Regions from separate parts of the Sus scrofa genome. Here region 2 is linked to region 1. The links are chromatin contacts, called in public HiChIP or PLAC-seq maps. All regions are on one chromosome and are shown on one strand. Each heading gives the region's core, a stretch centred on a gene start, on an enhancer-like site or on the middle of the called end of the contact. The rest is flanking DNA. Distances are from core to core; before and after follow the strand shown. Region 1 overlaps ABHD10 (mycophenolic acid acyl-glucuronide esterase, mitochondrial). Region 2 overlaps CD96 (CD96 molecule).

Region 1 (7,077 bases), core at 2,257-4,756:
GTGATGGATACATACACACATAAAAATAAACGTATATAGTTGTATATAGACCTGTCATTTACCAGTAAACTGCCCCCCCTCCAAACTGTTTAACCAACTCCTTTCCCACATACCACCTTCTTGAAATCATTTCCTACCATAAGAAGCATTGTAGCATTGAGTTACGAGAACAGAGTAAGGGGTCCAAGATTTAGATGCAGAAGGATGGAAAATTTAGCAGCTAAGGGCATTGAGCACCTATGTATGAGAAATCATCAAGTGGAAAAAATTCAGAACTAGGAGATAAATTTAAGGAAAATCAACTTTGTAATTTTAGCCCTGACAGGAAATCACATAAAGAACCAGACTATGTAGACAATGCCCTCTCTTTCTTTTCTTTTCTTCCTCCATCCCTACTTTCCTCCCTTCCTTCCTTGTTGCACCTGCAGCATGCAAAAGTTCCCAGGCCAAGGATCGAACCCAAGCCACAGCAGTAACAATACTGGATCCTTAATGCCATTTCTTAAGGAGCTGGAAATAACAATGTGAACTAAGAATAAACTTAGAATAGACAGTATATGGCACCGAGTCAAATGCAAAAATTTAGGCAAAAGTCAATGACATTCTGCTCTTCAACACTACATATGCTTTTTTTCTTCTTTTATTTTATTTTTTCTTTTTAAGGCCTCATTTGTAGCATATGGGAGTTCCTGGGCTACGGGTCAAATTGGAGCTGCAGTTGCAGTCTACACCACAGCCATGGCAACACCAGATCCAAGCCACAGCTTGAGGCAACACTAGATCCTTAACCCACTGATTGAGGCTAGGGATGGAACCTGCATCCTTATGGACACTATGTCAGGTTCTTAACCTGCTAAGCCACAACAGGAACTCCTTTTTCTTCTTTGTCTTTTCCTCCTCCTCCTGCTCATTCACCATCCAGAGCAGTGGTTCTCAAATTTCACCTGGGGACATACTCCCTGTTTCTGATTCAGTAGGTCTTGGTGAAACTCAAGAATATATACTTCTACAAATTTTCAGGTGATGCTGTTGCTGCTGGCCTGAAGACTACTTTTTGAAACACTGCTCTGGACCATTTTTCTTTAATTTTTCTGTGCCTCAGGCCTGCTAGGATCTTAGTTTCACAGGTAAAATTTAGATCCCTAGGAAAAAGATGCCCAAGGAGAACTCAATCAATTGAGTTCTGCAATCAATTGCAAAACAAAAAAACTAACACACAAAAAGCTATTTTTTATCCTTGAAGACAGATATCTGAAATGCTTAAAACATATGTCCAGTAATAAAGTATCATAAACTAATTGCCTTCCCTGTTATTTCAGAAACCTCATTTCTAATATGATTGGCTGAAGAACACGTTAATGATGAAGGCACCCTTTTTAAAACAAAATATGAGAATTGGGAGTAGAAGAAGGATGCCCACTTGGTGTCTAAGTCAGGAATGGTAAACCTCATTGCTTGTGTGTGACTGACAATGTGTGCCCTGAGAGCTCTGCCGAGAGAGGATCTGAGGCTTTCAGGCTAAAAAACAGTTCCATAATTGATTAGCCAGTCTAACATGTTCATAGAATAGGTACTATTTCCTACAGGCCATATAATAAGATTAAGAAGTATAAAAAAAAGATCATGATGTATGATTCAAACAAATAAATGTGATTAACATGAAAACATTGCTAAAACAAGAAATTTAAAGTGTGACTTTATTACTGTGGCTCAAATACCTGGCAGAATGAATGAAGGGACTGTGAAGAAAAAGAAACCTTAAACAGAAGACCACACAGTTAAAGGTGGCAAAGAGATTGTACACAAAAAGGCAGCTAAAACAAAAGATGGGCCTGTATCATGAGTCAAAGAACAAATGACACATGAACAAAATTCAAAGAAAGAGGGAGCAGAATGACAGGAGGGATACCTTGAGGTTGCCTGGGACTTACCTCAACAGGAAGCTGATTAAACTGTGTCACTAGGCCATCTACAGCTGTGGCTATGCCAACAAGAGCTACAACCTTTTGTGGTCGCGCGATTGCTGCATGAAGCATTAGCCATCCACCCAGGCTAGATCCAACCAGTATCTAAGAATAAACACACATTTTACAGAGGAATTTCTTTTTCTTTAGTGTAAGGGACTGATCTATGAATAATTTCATAGAATGTGTATACTTTCTTCCTTTTAATCCACTGGCTTCCAGACTTTTAATATCTGGGACAAAGTAAAATTAAAATTATAATTACTTTTTGTTAAAGTATTAAGTATGTAATAGAAAGTACATTAGACAAACAAAATTTGTAAAGTGAAAAGTAAAATGCTACTTACATTTTATGAGAAAGTAAAAATGAGAGAACTGATCGATCGGTTTGATATGAAATATAAAAATTGATTGTTCGACATTTAAAATATTACGTACATTTTCACGTCTAAAGAAACAGCTCAAATATCATGGGGTTATAGTCAACAATTATCATCATATTTAACAAAAGTAGTCACCTGTGGTCCTTCAGCCAATTCATCAATTACAGAAAGAACATCTTTTCTCCATTTTCCCACTGTGCATTCTTTTAAGTTACCATCTGAATTTCCAATTCCTGAGTAATCGAACCTGGAAAAAGAGAAAACATAACTATATCTAGATATCTATGTATTTGCTTCTCTTTTATGGAAGATAGCACACTAATCATTATTATAATGCCTAAAATCTATTAACACAAAACAGTGAAGTCAATATACATTTCAGCAAATCACAATGGCTTAACCTGAAAATTATCTCCCACATCCACTTTCTCACCTCCTCCACTGCTGCCAGCCTGGTCCAAGTCACAATCCTTCTCCATTGAATTAATGCAACAGTCTCCTAGTAAATCTCCATTTTAATTTTTCTCTCTCATAATCTACCCCCACCCCTAGTAGTTCAATGATCCTTTTAAAACAAAAATCACATCTTGCACAAACCCCCCAAAGGCTTGGTATAATCTTTATGTAAAATCCAAAGTCCTTCCCATCCTCTAGGTCCTAACCACCTCTCTGATCTCATTTCATACTGTTCTCTCTCTCCCTCTTCCAACTGTATCCTCACTTTCCTTCTTAAAGTTAATGAAATACACACCCACAGTCCTGCCTCAGGAGTTTCACATCAGCTGGTCCTTCCACATGGAACACTCTATCTCCAGACACGCACCTAGATCACTCCATCACTTCATTCAGGCCTTTGGTTCAAATGTTACATTTCCAGAAGCCTTCTCTGACCACTCAACTTAAAGTCGTGCTTCTTTTGTCATTCTCTATTTCCTTACCCTGCTTTATTCTCTTCATAGCAAATATTGCTACTTAACATTATATACGATATATGATTACTGGTTTGTGGTCTGTCTCCCACACTAGAATGGAAGCTGTGTAAGGGCAGAATATTTGTTCACCACTGCTCTCCCAGTGCCTAGATCAGTTCTCTGCACATGCTAAGTGCTTAGTATATGTCTCCTAAATCAGGAGAAGGAAAAGAGAAGTCCAGAATCAAATTCATCATCACTAGCCTGTCCACTTGGTTTTCTTTCTCTTTCAACTTCCTAGTTCTCCAGGCTCAGAGTCTGTCTGATTTGTGAATTTTACCTCTCCTTCAAGGTCTCAATTCAATAAATCATGAACTATCTTATCAGTTCTGCAGATTGCCCTAAATCCTAGTCATACTTAACTACTCCCAATTCCTGGATAAGCCCTTTGCTAACTTTGAGTCTTTGCATGCTCTTCCACTGCCTAAAAAACTTTCCTTCTCCATTCAAATGCCTACTCATCCTTTAAGTCATGTCATCTCTATTGAGGAACTATCTTTGACATATGTGCTGTTCAACAGTAGTCAGCCTCTTCCTTTTTTTTTTTTTTTCGTCTTTTTGCCATTTCTTGGGCCGCTCCCGTGGCATATGGAGGTTCCCAGGCTAGGGGTCCAATCGGAGCTGTAGCTGCCAGCCTACGCCAGAGCCACAGCAACGCGGGATCCGAGCCGCATCTGCGACCTACACCACAGGTCACAGCAACGCCGGATCGTTAACCCACTGAGCAAGGGCAGGGATCGAACCCGCAACCTCATGGTTCCTAGTCGGATTCGTTAACCACTGCGCCACGACGGGAACTCCAGCCTCTTCCTTTAATATGTGCTCAATTAACACTTTTCATATCGTGTATTACAATCAAATTTTAAATATATGTCTCTCTCTTACTACGATGTCAGCTCTTTAAGGGTAGACTGTCATATTCAAATTTGTTTTTCCAGGGTCTAGAATACTGCCTGCCCTGTACCATCCTCACTCATTCTCATTTCTTCTCACATTCAGACCTTTCTCCTCAGTTTGGGAAGACTGGTATCGTGGTACAGGTCTGCCATCTCAAACCCAGCCTATCACAGCAGCCTCCTCATTGTGTCTCTATGGCTCTGTTCTCTCCAAATGGATCTATTTTATACCTGTCAGGTATTTTCCTGAAACATTATATTGATATGGCATGAACTTCAATGACTCCTTAAGACACATAACATAAAAATTTAGTGCTTTAGCTGTTTTTTAAGAACATTATATTTTCAGTCATCTCAGATCAACCTTTTATCACCTCCTCTGATGAAACTACTGCTTTAGCCAAACTGATCAACTTGCTCTTTCTAAAACAGACTCTGATTTCTGTCTCTGTTTTATGCCTCATCCATTTATTTCACCTAGAACTTCTTCTCCCATCACTTCACTACTAATATCTTCTCTCAGAGCTTAGTCCAAATGGACTTTTGCTTGAAATGCTTCTCAGACAAGTTGGGAAAAAAACAAAACAAAACAAAAAACCTCTACAAAGTGAAACTTCTACATAATTCACTCTTACTAGTAACAATTTTATTAATTCTGCTCTATGACAATTTATGTGTGTGTATATATGGCTCATCATTCCTATCAGACTGTAAGATCATGGAGGGGAAAGACCATTATCTTATTTTTGTCTCTGCATTCTTCATAGTGGCCAGGCATGTAAGCCTCAGACACTGAGTATTATAATACACACTAAATGAACAGAAGTAGGAGGTAAAAGTGAAAAAATTATTTTATTCCAATTTAAAGCTTTTTTTTTTCTAATTCTTACAATCTGGTGAAAACTAATAAATCCTAGTGTTTTTAGTGTCCATGTAAGAATATATATGTGATATACAGTGTATATATTTTTTCCAGAGATAAGGGATTTATAAGCAATGGAGAAAGACATTAAAATTTTCTTTAGGTATGAAGTGAGTGGTTTTGGAACCTTGGGAGATAGTAATAAGAAGGCAGCTGCTGAAGTCTAAATCATAGTTATTATTTCTCCTCAATCCACGAGATGTATAAGACAGACCACAGAGAAGAGGAGAGAAAGGCACCACTAGTTCTCCTTTACCCACCTCAGTGGGCAACTGGACAACTCTATTTGTTGTACTGGTTACAGATGGCTTCCAAATATATGGTGAAGATGCAAAACACACGGAGAGGGCTTTCAAAAAGGAAAATTTAAACATTCAGTGATATTAATATATTACAATTAAAAAATATAGTTCATTTTTGCTGAACTATATTTCAGCAAGAGACAAAGATAATTAAAAAATATTCAGCATTTTAAAACTTTTAAACTCAGTCCTAGCAGCCTCAATACTCTGGGACATATTCCCAAATCTAGAATTTAAAATTCTATTAGAAATAATTATGAGAGAATATCAGCCCTAAAACCATGTGTCATATTCCTGAGCTCTGACTCAATCTTACTTCAGGCATGGTGACAGGATATTAAGAAACCATTTTCACAGAACCAATATGCACTATATCTTACATAATACACAAAAACTAACCATTTCTTTATTTAGGGTTAACATTTTAGAGCCAAAATCGCAACAAAAGTAAACCGAGAAACTGGAAGTATAAAAGATAAAATAGAAGATAAAATCTCTTATAACAAGCTTTAATGCAATCAACAGCCAACAGTGATTAGATTGCAATGAAGTTTGATAAAAGCAAATAAAAAGGAACTTGAGCAAATTAAAAATTGTAACAAGGGCTATACCTTATAAAGGTTTATAAAGATACACTTAGGCTATATTTTAATACAGTACCACTTAATAGTCTGTATACATTACAATTTCATCATGATTACTTAATATACCTTTAAAACATATACCTCATATGTATCCAAAATGCAGAAAATCCCTCTAAATGTCTTAATGGGAGAGAGAACTTTGTTATAGCTCTCATAGTCTCAATTTAAATTCAAGAACTGATAAAATGTTTTCGTTTTTTTTTTTTTAATTTTTTTTATTTAAGGCTGCAGGTGTGGCATATGGAAGTCCCCAGTCTGGAGGTCAAAGCTGCAGCTGCTGGCCTATGCCATGGGGAATCCAAGCTGCATCTGGGACCTACACCACGCTTTCGGCAATGCTGAATCCTTCACCCATTGAACGGGAGGCCAGGGATCACTGAACTGAATCCTCATGGATACTAATCACTGAACTGAATCCTCATGGATGCTAATCGGGTTTGTTTCCACTGAGCCACAATAGGAACTCCCTAAAATGTGATTTCTTGATTCAAAGTGTTTTGCCGACAAAAAAGGAGAATGATGGCAATTTTTCTGACATTATCATGTTTTGCTCAGGGTTGTCTTCCTTTCTGGATAGCTCATTTTTACCCAAATCCTGACTATTTTTCAGTGTTCCTTTATAAAGTTTTTTCTATTCAATTCAACTCCCAGCTTTCTCTCTTTTTTTTTTTAATAAAATTTTATTGACATATAGTTGACTCTCTCATCTTATATAATTAAGTATCCTGCTCTTTGACATGATCACATTTTGATGAATATTTCCAACTAACTTTCCATATGCATTTTATCTTGAATTTTCCCACCCTGACTAAAAGATCTTTAAGTGACCATATTTTATAATTTGTATATTGACAGAACCAGTATAGTGCTAGAAAATCTACTTGTAAAAGATACGCTAGTCCTCAGAATAAGTTAGGTCAGAACAAATTTTTTAGTTTTAAGAATGGAAATGAAATAATTCAGTTAATTTGGTAAAAGGAGTAAGATTAAATCCA
Region 2 (6,888 bases), core at 1,654-4,153, 400 kb after region 1:
CAGGAAGAAGAGAGTGAGAGCCAGAGAAAGAGGTAAAGGAAAAGCTATAAGCAAGAGACTTCAAGCTAAATATATTTTGGCGGTAGTTATCCCCCTCTTTGTGAACTAAAGGGGTTCATGTTTCCTTCAGAATGCTGAACTGTGTGACCTCTAATAATTATGCAATAAGATGCCAAGGAAAAACAAAGATTTTTCACTTGTCTTATTCAGATAACTGAGGGAAAATCTACCAGCCCACATTTTAGGTCCTATGAATTATTTTCTCTTTGTTTACCTCATTTTAAAAAACAGTTAATTGCTCATCCATATCACTGTTTTTCTTTGTCTTCATTTAAAAATGTTTTTTAAAAAACACAGATCTTGGTCACAAAAAATGAAAACTATCCCAAGCCAAGAGTTTCTGTTTATTAATATTTCCTTGCACCACTGAGCAAAATAGAATTTTCACATTTCTTAAATTTGCATCCTGCAGAGTGTCTGCAATTTGATTGAGGCCACAGGGGATATTTCAGCTAGGCTCTACTCTGCTGCAAATGCAAGGTCAGAGGCCACCCCTGCAGGTTCCTTTGCTGGAGAAACTGGACAGTCTCTCACCCCAGCTGGCCTTGCTGGGGGTGAGGGGACCCTGCAGAGCTTCTTTGAACTGTTTTATCATCTTCCTTTTTGTACACTGGCCTTATTCCACCTTGCTCCAGCAAGCAACTAAGACAATTAACAACTAAGCAATCGGACTTTGGCAGTTATAATTAAAGAGACTTCCACTATTCTTAGGAAACTAAAATTGCACATAATGGAGTTCCTGTCGTGGCTTAGCAGGTTACGAACCTGACTAGTAGCCATGGGGATGTGAGTTTGATCCCTGGCCTCACTCGGTGGGTTAAGGATTCAGCATCGCTGTGAGCTGTAGTGCAGGTCATGGACGCAGCACGGATCTGGCATTGCTGTGGCTGTGGTGTAGGCCAGCAGCTGCAGCTACAATTTGACCTCTAGCCTGGGAATTTCCATATGCTGCACATGTGGCCCTAAAAAGCAAAAAAAAAAAAAAAAAAAAAAAAAAAAAATTGCACATAAGATAGTGGTTACCAGGAAAATGACTAATCTGCGGCTTCCTGCATGATTTTATTCCATTAACTGAACTGTCATTCTGTAGCTTCCTACCCTCATCCCCACTCCCACCATGCCTGACAAGTGTCAAGGCAAACAGAACTCCAGAATAGCCACACCTGTGTGGCTATTCTCCAGCTAACAGTGTGCTTCCCTCTCTAGGGGAGAGAAGGCAGGAGACAGTGACAGGAGGATGGCAGTGAGTCCAGAGAACATAAACTCTTACCAAAAACCTTGACCGTGGTGGAGCTCGCCAAGATTTTGCCAGGCCTGACTACAATGTGGCAAGAGAACTTCTGGTCATCGTCGTGGATTTGGACTGGAGAGAGGTGGAGTGTGTAGTTTGTACCCAGCTTGACTCTGTCTTTAAAAAATGTGGAACTGCTGATGGGGTGATCTTGGGTGATAAGTGTTTCCTGCGTTCCATTACCCTCCTGATGAGACAAAATGGTTACCAGCTTTGAGTACTCAACTCTGCCAGCTCTGGACTAGGTGTTCCACGTGCATGAATTCATTTATACCTTTAACAATAGAGACGATGAATGAGAAAGTGAAATTAAGAGATTCTGGGGAGTTCCCGTCGTGGCGCAGTGGTTAACGAATCCGACTAGGAACCATGAGGTTGCGGGTTCGGTCCCTGCCCTTGCTCAGTGGGTTAACGATCCGGCGTTGCCGTGAGCTGTGGTGTAGGTTGCAGACGCGGCTCGGATCCTGCGTTGCTGTGGCTCTGGTGTAGGCCAGTGGCTACAGCTCCGATTGGACCCCTAGCCTGGGAACCTCCATATGCCGCGGGAGCGGCCCAAGAAATAGCAAAAAGACAAAAAAAAAAAAAAAAAAAAAAAAGAGATTCTGAGTATGTTACTAGAAAAAGTATCATTACACTTGACCTTCAAATAAAAATCAGTCATTCTCTCCTAATACAAATAGAAAATTGCTGCTCTTCCGATTAAAACTTCCCCTACATAACTTTCCATAAGCTGTATATCAGGGGTGAGATTTCGGAAGTAAGCCTTGGGAGCTCATGTCTGATCATAATTCTCATTTCAAGTCTTGAAATCTTGATGCTAAGATGTGCTCAGGAGGCTGTATCAGTTTTGCTTATCAAATCTTCACTGAACTGGGTGATCACAGAAATTCTCTCTTCCCAGAATTCCTTTAGAAAAGGTCTCATTTTAGCTCCCCTTGGAGCCAGGAACAAAATTAGGTAAGAAGAGACTCCTAGGATGCAAAATTTAAGGAGGTCCCTCAGGATTTTATAAGTGCAGGCTGGGCACCTGAGAATCAGTGCCTCCTTAAATGTTGTGCCTTGGCACCTCCTTCCCTCAGCCTAGCTGTGGCCCTGATCCTTCTGCCTTATTTCTGTGTGTGACCTTCAAAGAGGACACATAAAGAGTAGGCTGTAAACATTAATTGGAATTTTGGAGCACAGAGTTTAGCTGGATTACTTGGTTTCTATCCATATCCATTTTTGGGTCTGTGAAAAACAGCCTCCATTATTCTTGCCTTAATCTGAATTTCACTGACGTGGTTCTGGGTGTGCCACAGTGTTGTTCAGCGTCAGTCAAGGGGTTGGGAAAAGGGCCTGGTGAGGAGGGAACTCTTGAGGGGCACAAGGGTGGAGGAAGGGTTGTGTCCTTATATCCCTTTAGTGTAACTCAATATTTTCAACTGCGTCGCTTTGAACACATTCTGATGCACAAGCATCTTCTGTGGAGATTCTAACACAGTTGTTCTGGGATGACTCTCATCCCAGGGCATTTTTTAAAAGATCCCCAGAGGAGCCAGAGCTGAGAACCTACTGGTCTGACTCAAAACCACAGATGAATCATTATGCGCAGGGGTCAGGAGAAATGGAAGGAACTGAAAAGGGTATGTGTCAGGTGGGGAAGAGGTCATGAAATAAGAAAAACAAAGTTCTGTGACTTGGAATCTCTGGTTAAAAAAACAAGAGATTCAGGGTAGAGGGAAGGGAAGCTAGATAAGGGAGAGAATTCAAGGCTGGGCTTGGAGCAGAACTAGTGGGAACAGGAAGGCAGACAAATAATTTATACAGATATTCCCAGAATATCCTTTGTAGAATCCCTTACATAAGACACAATTCTTTTAGGTGAATATAGTGAGGACTGGTATCAGCTTTACCTAGAGATATACAGATAATACCATCAGCAGAGAACACAACCCACTTAGGACAAAGTATATACCTTTATACCTACGTAAAGAAGGACCTAAGAGTCTTCTTAATGAGGAAGGGTACAGAAAATGAAAAGGAGAGAGCTTATGTTCGGAGACGGGCCCCAAAGGAGCTCTAAGGATTGGGTGGTGCCAGCAGAAGAAAGATGAGAGCATTTCACTCAGCGTCTGCAGAGCAGGAGGCCAGCAATTAAGGAGGCAGGCTCCCCCTGCAGGTTCTTTAACACAAGCTAAGTTTTACAGCTCCTGTTCTATGCACAGGGACTGCTTTTGTATGACTTGGAGTTCAGAATTCTTGGCCTTTCAGTAAATGTCTTGCCAGTTGGAACATTTCCATCTGTCACTTTGTTGTTGAAAAAGGGCAGTCAGAGGCTGAGGATGGTGACTGATGAAAAAAACTGCTTTTCCGTTATTGTGCAGTAGGGGTGACTGAACGGAGTTGTTTAATTGAAAGAGAAAAGATATTTTTAAAAAATTAGGCATAGGGTTTTCTGTTTGTTCGTTTTCTGGGAGTCTGACTATTGTGGAGGAAAGACTTCTTCCTTTGTTTGGAAGGATAGATTCTGTTGGAAAGTGTGCCCTGTAACCTACAGCATCAGGGAATCCTGAGAGATGTTAGAGGCCCTAGATATAAAGGGGTAGGACAAGAACCTGCACGTGAGCGTCTGCCTTCAGGGAGCAAATGGGAGGAGAGGTGAGAAAAGACTTTACAGGCAACCAATGAAATAAATATCTACCCATGGAAGAGGGAGAAGCAATATTAATATTATGCTATATCCACTACTAAATTTCTATATTATTATTAGGCACTGCTTAAATTTACTTAGCATCTACTGTGTTTTAGGCACTGCACCAAGTACTTTTAAGTCTTACCTTATTTACTCCCTTACAATAATCTGGAATAAAATGAAGTTAAGTAGCTTGCTCGAAAGTCACACAAAGAAGGTACTTAAGTCATAGCATCAAATAAGGGACAAGTATGCCTCAGAGACAGCACATATTAATAAAACCTAATCATCATGAAACAAACAAAAATTTTTGTGGCTTATCTGGAATGAAAAAAAATTTTTTAAATTCCAGGAAGCCAGAGGAATTTGGAGATTATAAATTGGAGATTACAGAATGAACAATTTGTTAACTGAAAGGAGCCTTTGGCGATAGGGGTTAGAGAATATACCTCAACTCCTGATAATAATGATTCTAGGTAGCCTGTTCTGCAGGAAACAGACTGGTAGGGGGTCTTGTACAGTCCTTATTTTTTCCCAGTTTTCTTTTTCTTATTCTTTAAAGAAAAGACTTTGATAAATTTTCTAATATTTATAAATATTTCTAAAACTTCATGGGATTTTCAACTTGGTAGACTCTTACAATTAAACAAGGAATGTAAATCAAAAGAGCTAAGACACTTACATGAGTTCTAATTCTCAGTAGATGTTCATTTAATACCAGCTCCCCACCCACCAGCCTCCCCTGGATCAACCTGGTGTGAATTCATGAGTTTTTACTCTCTGCCTGGCTAAACTGAAGAATTATGGCAAGTCCTAAAATGAACACTTTAAAAATTAGTTTTTAATATGTTGAACATAGGTACAGTGCTAAGTTATTTGGTACTTTATAGAAAAACCATGGGGCCAGTACTATAATTGCCCCCTTTTGCGGATGATAGAACTAAAACTCAGGCTAGGCAACACAGCCAAGGTCATAGAGAATTCTGAGGCAAGAGGAAAATGTGTGGTTCTTCATGCACTTATCAAAATATTCTCCCATATTTTGGCTCCGTGGAAAAAGTTTTTTAAAAAACCTCTACAATTTAACATTTAGAAAAATGACTACACAAAACCATGTGTTGCTCAATCTTTTCTCCTGCCATGTCAATCTTCAGACCCCGCCCGTGGGGGGCACATTGCCATGAAGACCCAGGAACCTCAGGCTGATTGGGAAATCCTGTTCTTTAAACAACACAGCAGGGTCTCAAAACAAAGAACATACCTTTCTTTAAACATCTGACATTTTGTTCATCATGGATTGTCCCTAAATTTTGATTTTAAAACATACTTTATTGAGATATATACTTGATTAATGATTTTTTGAGTGCTCCCTTAAATTCTGTACCCAAGGTTAAGGCTCTATTCACCTCACCCTAATTCTAGCTCCCAGGGCACATAGCTAGTAAATGGCGGAGCCAGGATTTGCAGATAACGATTTCCTTCTAAGAGCCATGCTGCTAATGACTTTGCTATATACAGCCTCACCAAAGCAGTAGAAAGGACAGTCCTTGACTTTTCTGCTGAGATTCTGTTGGAGAAGAAGAATATATTTACAAGAAAAACAAACAGAACATCAGGACCTACAGAACAAAAATAAATGCATAGTTAAATAATACATGGGAGTTGGGTAAAACAACTAGTATGATGAGGGCGGGTGGGATCATAATGAATCATGGAGAACTCCTCCTGAAGGTCTCTTAATGACCTGACAAAAATTTTGCAGAGGGGTTCCTATTTTAGTACTAGAATCAGAATTTTCAATACAGAAAAGAGACTGGGGTACTACTGGACTTAGTGAAGTTACCTCATCTATGGGTCCGCAGCTCCATGTCACAGCCACAGCACCAAGGCAGATGCTGAGTGTACCCAGCTCATTCAATAAATTCCGTTAACTGCATCGATTGCTGTTTCTTCATCTCCTAACTGCTTCCTACCTTCACTTTTCTCCATTTATTCTCTATCCAGTCCGTGCTGTCAAAATAAGCTGCTTACAAAGCTTCCCACGTCCATTTTATAGAGCCACAACAACATTTTTCCAATCATCACAACTGGTTGTCAACACTCTGTCAGTTGGCTAGCACTTTATTTTTGATTATGTGGAGATAATTAGGGTCAGCCGCCATCAGGTAGAAGGTGACAGCTTTGTTTTCCGAATAGCTGGGCTTCCCATAGCATAGAAAACCAACAGTATTTATGGTACACTTTCGATTTTTGTTTACATACAAAACATCGCAAGTACTAAAAAAGAGAATATTGAAAAGACATAGTTATAGATAAAAATTTTAAGAAACATAAGCATCTAAGTTTTAGTTATATCCATTATATACTAATATTGAACCATTTGCATCTGATAGGTTTCTCACTTTCTTTTCATGACTTTAAAGAGAAGAGTCATAGGTTTCTCTTTATTCACCAACTTTAAGAACAAATATTCCCTCAAAACCTCCCCCATCCCCACTACTGAATGGAGCTAGCTAGACACTTCACTCTTTCTGTGTCTTCAATTTCTTGTTTTTAGGGAATAAGCCTCAGCCTCCATGACCTTCCCTGAAATCCAAAGGGCAGTTGCTGATCAGGGAAGCAGGGGATGCAGAGACCAGGGAGGAGCAGTTAAGAGGCAAAAGTGCAACCTTAGGGCAGGGTCCTGGTTCCTCCTCAAGGAATACATAGAACAATAAATATCCTGAGCCATTCTGTACAACTAAAACCCCCAATAAATGGAAGAACCACTTGATGAAGCATTCTTCACTCCCAAAGGAAGGACTGCCAGAACTAGTCCTGGGGGCCTGGAAACACCAGCTTTGAAAGACAATGCAGGTTTGCCTCT

The links. HiChIP or PLAC-seq counts read pairs in DNA pulled down with a chosen protein or histone mark.
Region 2: an H3K27ac HiChIP or PLAC-seq map of alveolar macrophages shows a contact between it and region 1. The contact joins two enhancer-like sites. A contact is called at or near these places in 1 of 47 Hi-C or Micro-C datasets (embryonic fibroblasts) and 1 of 2 datasets of contacts at active chromatin or transcription factors (alveolar macrophages).

Annotation. Positions count from the first base shown.
Region 1 is chr13:147,764,590-147,771,666 of Sscrofa11.1, forward strand. ABHD10 (mycophenolic acid acyl-glucuronide esterase, mitochondrial) reads right to left here. Exons shown (of 5, transcript XM_021070392.1): 3 at 2,483-2,594; 4 at 1,932-2,069. Among named protein-coding and RNA genes, the nearest start is that of ABHD10, 9.9 kb to the right of the region's middle. Within about 2 kb of position 3,507, at least 3 of the 83 cell types and tissues checked have an H3K27ac peak or open chromatin away from gene starts, as enhancers often do. A contact at or near this core is called in alveolar macrophages, where this site is marked.
Region 2 is chr13:148,166,883-148,173,770 of Sscrofa11.1, forward strand. It overlaps CD96 (CD96 molecule), which reads right to left. Exons shown (of 14, transcript NM_001243480.1): 4 at 1,331-1,538. Among named protein-coding and RNA genes, the nearest start is that of ZBED2, 14 kb to the left of the region's middle. Within about 2 kb of position 2,904, at least 11 of the 83 cell types and tissues checked have an H3K27ac peak or open chromatin away from gene starts, as enhancers often do. A contact at or near this core is called in alveolar macrophages, where this site is marked.